Linked DNA regions of Sus scrofa: region 2 is linked to region 1. The links are chromatin contacts, called in public Hi-C maps. All regions are on one chromosome and are shown on one strand. Each heading gives the region's core, a stretch centred on a gene start, on an enhancer-like site or on the middle of the called end of the contact. The rest is flanking DNA. Distances are from core to core; before and after follow the strand shown. Region 1 has its middle 24 kb from the start of SGMS1. Region 2 has its middle 120 kb from the start of SGMS1.

The links. Hi-C and Micro-C count contacts between places; a contact is called where the count stands out from the background.
Region 2: a Hi-C map of liver shows a contact between it and region 1, with 4 times the contacts expected there. The contact joins two enhancer-like sites. A contact is called at or near these places in 1 of 5 promoter capture datasets (liver), 2 of 47 Hi-C or Micro-C datasets (heart right ventricle and liver) and 1 of 2 datasets of contacts at active chromatin or transcription factors (skeletal muscle).

The regions. Positions count from the first base shown.
Region 1 is chr14:99,239,043-99,242,537 of Sscrofa11.1, reverse strand. It overlaps a transcript of SGMS1 not described here. Among named protein-coding and RNA genes, the nearest start is that of SGMS1, 24 kb to the right of the region's middle. Within about 2 kb of position 1,512, at least 11 of the 83 cell types and tissues checked have an H3K27ac peak or open chromatin away from gene starts, as enhancers often do. A contact at or near this core is called in liver, where this site is marked.
Region 2 is chr14:99,334,991-99,338,536 of Sscrofa11.1, reverse strand. It overlaps a transcript of SGMS1 not described here. Among named protein-coding and RNA genes, the nearest start is that of SGMS1, 120 kb to the right of the region's middle. Within about 2 kb of position 1,511, at least 16 of the 83 cell types and tissues checked have an H3K27ac peak or open chromatin away from gene starts, as enhancers often do. A contact at or near this core is called in liver, where this site is marked.

The sequences.
Region 1 (3,495 bases), core at 263-2,762:
CTTCCCCCCACCCCAGACTCTGGCATATGGAATACCTGGGCCAGGGATCAGATTGGAGCCACAGCTATGGCAGTGCCGGATCCCTAACCCACTGTGCTGGCCTGGGGATTGGACCTGTGTTCCAGCACTGCAGCGACTCCACCAATCCCTGCCCCACATCAGGAACTCCTAAAATAGTTTTAGAATTTTTGATTACTTGCACTTTGAACTCCTAGTACCAGTATTTCTGTGCTCATAGGCTACTTGTTAAACTCACTTGCTTTGAGTTGAACTGATCAAGGGCTTCTGCATAATAGGTAACACCTTGGGATCTTATTTCTTTTGGGAAACAGCCTGTGGTATTGACAGAAAAGGCCTTAAATACACTGGGGTATTTGGAAAAGGCCCCTCAGGTCATGAAAATGGGAAAACATTAACTCTCTAAGATGTCTAAAATATAAAGGGGTAATTAAATTTGAATTTTGATTCAGGTTTCACCTAATAGTTGTAACAGAGCTGAACATTTAAGCGAGATGCTTTGGAGCCACAGCCTCATTTTACTTGTCACAAGAATGCCGAGAGGTAGAACGTTATTATCTCTTTTATAAACCGAGAAACAGCCTCAGCAAGTTTACATAATCCACTCCAAATTTCACAGCTAGTTAATTTAGTTTACATTTGAAAGTAGCCTTTAAGCGTTGTAATTTTTCCCTTGTGGCTCCAATTATTCCTATCATAGTGTTGATTTTTCTGTGTGAAGTAATCCAGAGGAGGTTCTTTGTTCAAAGGAGATTTTTAAGAGATTTTAAAAAGCTTCTCTGCCCCTGTGCCAAAATATCAAAGTTCAAGGAATAATTCATTTGCTTTGGAAGCTTGTGGTTTTCAAATATTAACTAAGCAAGCTTTCTTCACGAGGCTGCCTCACAGTTGTTGATTTGGGGGACCTTTTTTTCCTGAAGCCCTTCTGGTTCTGGATGTACAAATTCTTCTCCTCACCAGGTACAACTCAGCTGTTCTCTAATTGTAACACCCAACAGCTATGTCCTGGGATGTGCAGTGGTTGAATCTTTGGTGTGTGGTTGCACCCTGGCAGAATTTTGCATGCTCTGTGAAATGATGGTAAATTTCTGCTCACACTTAGGTTGGTGTTGAACGTGCTGGTTAGGAATGGTGAGGTCACAAGGCACACTCTGAGTGCTAGAACCTTTCTTGTTGGATGGAAGTGGGGAAGTTTCAGCATGTCTCACCAGGGGCAGCCAGTTCTGGGAGAGTCCATCTTCTGGAGTGTCTGTTGGGATGTCACATAATGCAGGAGGGCAATGTCACCTTCTTAGAGGACCAAGAACTGCAGTATCTGTTCTAGGACCAAGTATTGCTCACACCATGCCTCATCATTCTTGCCGTCTGTTTGACACTGTACACCCACCCACCTTCCCAGGCAAAGCAAGCCTGCTTTGGCCTCCTCCTTAAACTTACCTCTCTAAATCCCAGCTGCCTTTAGTGACTTGAGTTCTTGGGGATTTCGAAAAACCATGCCAGTGTGATGATAAAACCACTTGGGGGTGATCTTGAGAAACCCATGGAGAGGAGGAAGTATGCCAAACAACTTGATTTTCAAAACAGGGGAGACGGCAGAGTCTGGAAACCTTAAATGCAGAGCATATGTTGATGTTTAACAGATTATTAAATCACATTTTCAAAAAGATGGATTGGAGTCACTTAGAAAAAGTGGAGATCAGTATCTAGTATTACTCATCTTCAGTTGACCTCGTTTCTTTTTCCATAGTTACTGAACAAGTGTATCTGGACATGCCATAGATAGGACACATCTGCTCTGGCAGAATATATAACAAAGTGCTATGTGTTCTACTCAAGATGGACAGATGTGTTGGAGTTCCTGTTGGCTCAGCGGTAATGAACCCGACTAGTATCCATGAGTACTCTGGTTTGATCCCTGGCCTTGATCACTGGATTAAGGATCCAGTGTTGCTGTGAGTTGCGGTGTAGGTCGAAGACACAGCTCAGATCCTGTGTTGCTTCGGCTTTGATGTAGGCCGGCAGCTGCAGCTCCAAATTGATCCCTAGCCCGGAAACTTCCGTATGTTGAGGGTGTGGCCCAAAAAAGACCAAAAACAAAAAGATGGACAAATGTGGGTTGCACAGCAGTATAGGCAAGTGCGCTTTTGTCTGGTTATACTCACAGAGGGATGATCAGTAGGGTGATGTCAGATGTAAACAAAGTGCCAGCAGTGTTCCTTGATGAGGGCATTTGGTACAGCAGGACAACAGAACGCACGTATTAGTGGAGGTAGAGAATTTAGATCCAAGCAGGTGATAATCCCACAGTTCTTTGAAGCAGTGTAGACAGTGGTTAAGAATTGGGACCTTGGAGCCTGGCCTTGGGCAAGTTCTTTGACCACTGTGCCTCGGTCTCTTCATTTATAAAATGCTGATAATACTTCCTCATACGGCTGTTGAAGATCAAATTAGATCGTTCATGTAAAGTGTTTAAAAACAGAGCCTGACTATAATTTGTATGTGTCATGCTTTAGTCTTTTGTTACTGCTACCTCTTTTCTTCTTAAGGAGGTAGTGAAAATTTCCAGGTTTGTGTCTACGTGCGTGTCCAGAACAGAGTAATCAGGTTTGGAGAGGGTCTAGAGACTATGAACAATGGTTGAAGACACTGGAATGTGTTCCTTAGTGTCAAAGCTCAGAGATAGTGATCATGAACCGTAAAGTGAAGTACAGGTGGTTCCAGCCAGTCTGAATCCTAATATATTTCATCCAGTCTGACAAGCGCTTCCTCTTACAGAGCTGTAGCTTGGTGTAAGAGAAATCTCCACGAATCCAGGATTTAGTAGAGCTCTTTCCTGGTATCAATGCAATCTTTAACCAATAATGTGATCTGAGACAGTTAACCCCGTGGCTTCCCGTGGGGTGTGATTTACCCCTCAGGGAACATTTGGCCTCGTCAGGACATAGCTTTGCTTGACACAGCTGGGCTGGAGAGATGTGCTACTGTCACTTAATGGGTAGAGGCCGGGGTTACTGCAAACATCCTACCATTCGCAGGACAGCCCTCCAACTAAGAGTTACCCTGTTCAAATGTCGATAGTGCTGAGGTTGAGAGCCTCTGGCTTAACTCTTCAGTGTACATATTTCTGTTTGTGAAATTTGAATACTGGTCTTTGCTTTCTCAATATCACAACTAGTTTTAAGAGTATATTGATGAAAGGGCCTTTAAGAGCTAATGTATTCTGGAATCTGCAGATGTATACAGTATATACATTTTGTCAGCAGTGGCACAGTAACATATTTACTCTATTCCATGGAGAAAAATATTACAGTAGTTTGAGAGTCCATTAAGCCTATGCTTGAATCTCAGCCCTACCATTTTAACATGCTGTGTGATTTGGGATGCCTTTCTTCATCTGTGAAGATAAAATTCATGTTTCATAGAGTTTGGACTGGGGTATAAGACTTACACACATACTTTATATGTAGTTAACCATTG
Region 2 (3,546 bases), core at 262-2,761, 96 kb before region 1:
GTTAGAACTCATCAATGAATTTGGCAAAGTTGCAGGCTACAAAATTAATACACGAATCAATTGCATTTCTTTATATCAATAATGAAAGATCAGAAAGAAATCAGAGGAACAATCCCATTACAATCACGTCAAAACAAATAAAATACCTAGGAATAAACCTACCTAAAAAGACAAAATACGTGTACACTGAAAACTATGAAACATTGATAAAAGAAATCACAGATGACACAAACAGATGGAAAGATATAGCATGCTCTTGGATTGGAAGAATCAATATGGTCAAAATGACCATACTACCCAAGCAATCTACAGATTCAATGCAATCCCTATCAAATTACCAGAGACATTCTTCACAGAAGTAAAACAGAATATTTTAAAATTTGTATGGAAAAGGAGACCTTGAATAGCCAAAGCAATATTGAGAAAGAAAAATGAAAATGGAGGAATTAAACTTCCTGACTTTAAAGAATACAACAAAGCTACAGTCATCAAAACAATATGATACTAGCACAAAAAACAGAAATATAGACCAATAGAACAGGATAGAAAGCCCAAATACAAACCCAAGTACATATGGGCAACTAAAGGAGGATAGAACATACAGTGGAAGAGAGATAGCCTCTTTAATAAATGGTGCTGGAGGAGTTGCCGTCGTGGCACAGTGGTTAACAAATCCGACTGGGATGAGGTTGCGGGTTCGATCCCTGGCCTTGCTCAGTGGGTTAATGATCCGGCGTTGCTGTGAGCTGTGGTGTAGGTTGCAGATGCGGCTCGGATCCCGTTTGCTGTGGCTCTGGCGTAGGCTGGGGGCTACAGCTCTGATTAGACCCCTAGCCTGGGAACCTCCATATGCCACAGGAGCGGCCCAAGAAATGGCAAAAAGACCAAAAAATAAATAAATAAATAAATAAATAAATAAATAAAATGGTGCTGGAAATATTGGAAAGCTCCATGTAAAAGAATGAAAGTAGAACACTACCTAACACCATGTACAAAAATAAATTCAAAATGGATTAAAAACCTAAATATAAGGCCAGGAACTGTAAAACTCCTGGAGGAAAACATAGGCAGAATGCTCTTTGTCATAAATCACAGCAACATCTTGTATGATCCACCTCCTAGAATAATGACAATAAAGACACAAATCAGTGGGACCTATTGGGGTTTTTTTTTGTTTGTTTTTGTTTTTGCTTTTTAGGGCTGTACCCATGGCATATGGAGGCTCCCAGGCTAGGGGTTGAATCAGGCTACACCACAGCCACAGCAAAGCCAGATCTGAGCTGTGTCTTTGACCTACACTACAGCTCATGGCAATGCCGTATCCTTAACCCATTGAGCGAGGCCAGGGATCGGACCCGCAACCTTATTGTTACTAGTCAGATTTGTTTCCACTGTGCTACAACGGGAACTCTGACCTATTGGTTTTTGAATGTATTTCAGATTGTCCCCTGGTGGCTTTCTGAGCTGGCTGTGCCCAAGACTTGCTGAGTGTTCCAGCAGGGGAGGAGTGTGTTGGTTGCTATGCTGTCCCCTCCTGTGCCTATGTCCACATGTCACCCTAGTCTGCCATGGGGTTGCAGAGGTCAAAGTGCTGGTTAATAGGAAGGCTTAGTTAAAAGCCACATGTCATTTATTGCAACAGCTAGTGGTTTTGGAACCATGAGCTGGAATTTTTTTCTGATACTTTAAAATGAGGGAAAAACGGGGAGTTCCCTGGTGGCCTAGCAAGCAGATAAGGATTCCCTGTTGTTACTGCTGTGGTTCGGGTTTGATCCCTGGCCCAGGAACTTTTGCATGCTGTGGGCACAGCTAAAATAAGTAAACAAATAAAATAGAAACACTATTTTAAAAAAAATAAGGGAAAAGCAATTATTTTAAGCTTGCAAAACAATTAGTGTTTTGACTTTGCTATTCCTACGTTTACTAATTACTAAATGTAAACAATTTCTCTAAGTAAGAGGCTGGGCTAAAAGCAGTGTCTCATTTTTCCTTCAGCTCTTAAGCAGGCCCTGGGCCTGCCTTCCTTCCTTGGTGGCTGGCCTGGGAAGGATTTCAGGATTATAGCCAGCTCTCACAGGCCTTCAAACACAGGTCTTAGCGTTCTGCCCAGAGGGCCCCGGGGTGTTTTGGAAGCCATCTGTGACAGTTTAAGGAAAGATTAAAATCTCCCTGGAAAGGGGCAGAAGCCTGCACTGTGAACTAGCTGTTTTGAGGGATTTTTTTTTTTTTTCCTCGCTCTCATTTGTTACTGATTTCCTAGATGACTCCCACTGCAGCTGTTGCAGATGCTTATTCCTTTTTGAACTCCTTGTCTCCCCCAGCCTAGCTCTTGGCACATGCCCTCAGAAACAAAGTCATGGAGACAGAGCCTGCCCTTTCCCTCCCTGCTCTCCACCACAGTCTATCTGCCATTTTGCCAGCAGGTGTCTCGCTGGGCTGGTCCTGAGCTTTATTGCGCAGGGGCAAGTGCACATCTCCTTTGGTCCTGCCCTCCCCTCTATCAGGTGCACAGGCATCCTGATGCAGTATTTAGTTACCTATTCAGTTCTTAAAATGGACCAACATGCTTCCGATTGGTGTCTTTCTTGTCCCATCGTTGCCTCAAAGCCCTGCTTCACATACTGTAATCTGTTAGTCTTGCCTTGAATATTCCCAGAGCATGTATTGACCATCTACCATGTTCATGGGAGCTGGGGTGCGGATGCCAAGAGATACAGAGATGGATCAGACTCTGGGTGGATGGTATAGAAGGGGGTTGAGAAACATGGGGACAACCAGCGTCAGAGATTACTACTAGTAAACAAAAATCATGGACTTGGAGAACAGACTTGTGGTTGCCAAGGGGGAGGGGAAGAGAGTGGGGTGGACTGGGAATTTGGGGTTAATAGATGCAAACTATTGCCTTTGGGATGGATAAGCAGTGAGATCCTGCTGTATAGCACTGGCAACTATATCTAGTCACTTATGATGGAGCAGGATAATGTGAGAAAAAAGAATGTACACATGTATGTGTGACTGGGTCACCTTGCTATACAGTAGAAAATTGACAGGACACTGTAAACCAGCTGTAATGGAAAAAATAAAAATCATTATTAAAACAAAACAAAACAAAACAAAACAAAACATGTGCCGGCTATAGTGAGAGCACAAGGGGAGAGGGAGCAACTCTGCCCCGAAAGATGTGTACGTGTGGGCCCTCGGCCAGGAACAGGGGATCCTACCAGCTGTCAGCTGGAAGCCCTAGTGTCCCCCCTTCTTGACAGGATTTCACTGTGACTGATGTAAAGCAATCGGAAGCATGTTGGTCTGTAACTAAGGACTCTCTAATAGTGGATTTGGCTCTCTGTGGCAGGTGGTTGGAAAGAAATTTCGGGGCTGCAGCTATCCGTAAAGTAGTCTACAGGCAGCTACTAGTTCCCCATATCTTTGGGGCCAAGCTTTGACCCAAGAAGACAGGCCATCCTTGGTACAGTTCCTCAGTGCTGGAGTGCTTCCTTATATTCCTGTGCTTTAAGAATTTGCTGGTTACAGACTCACCACTCAGTG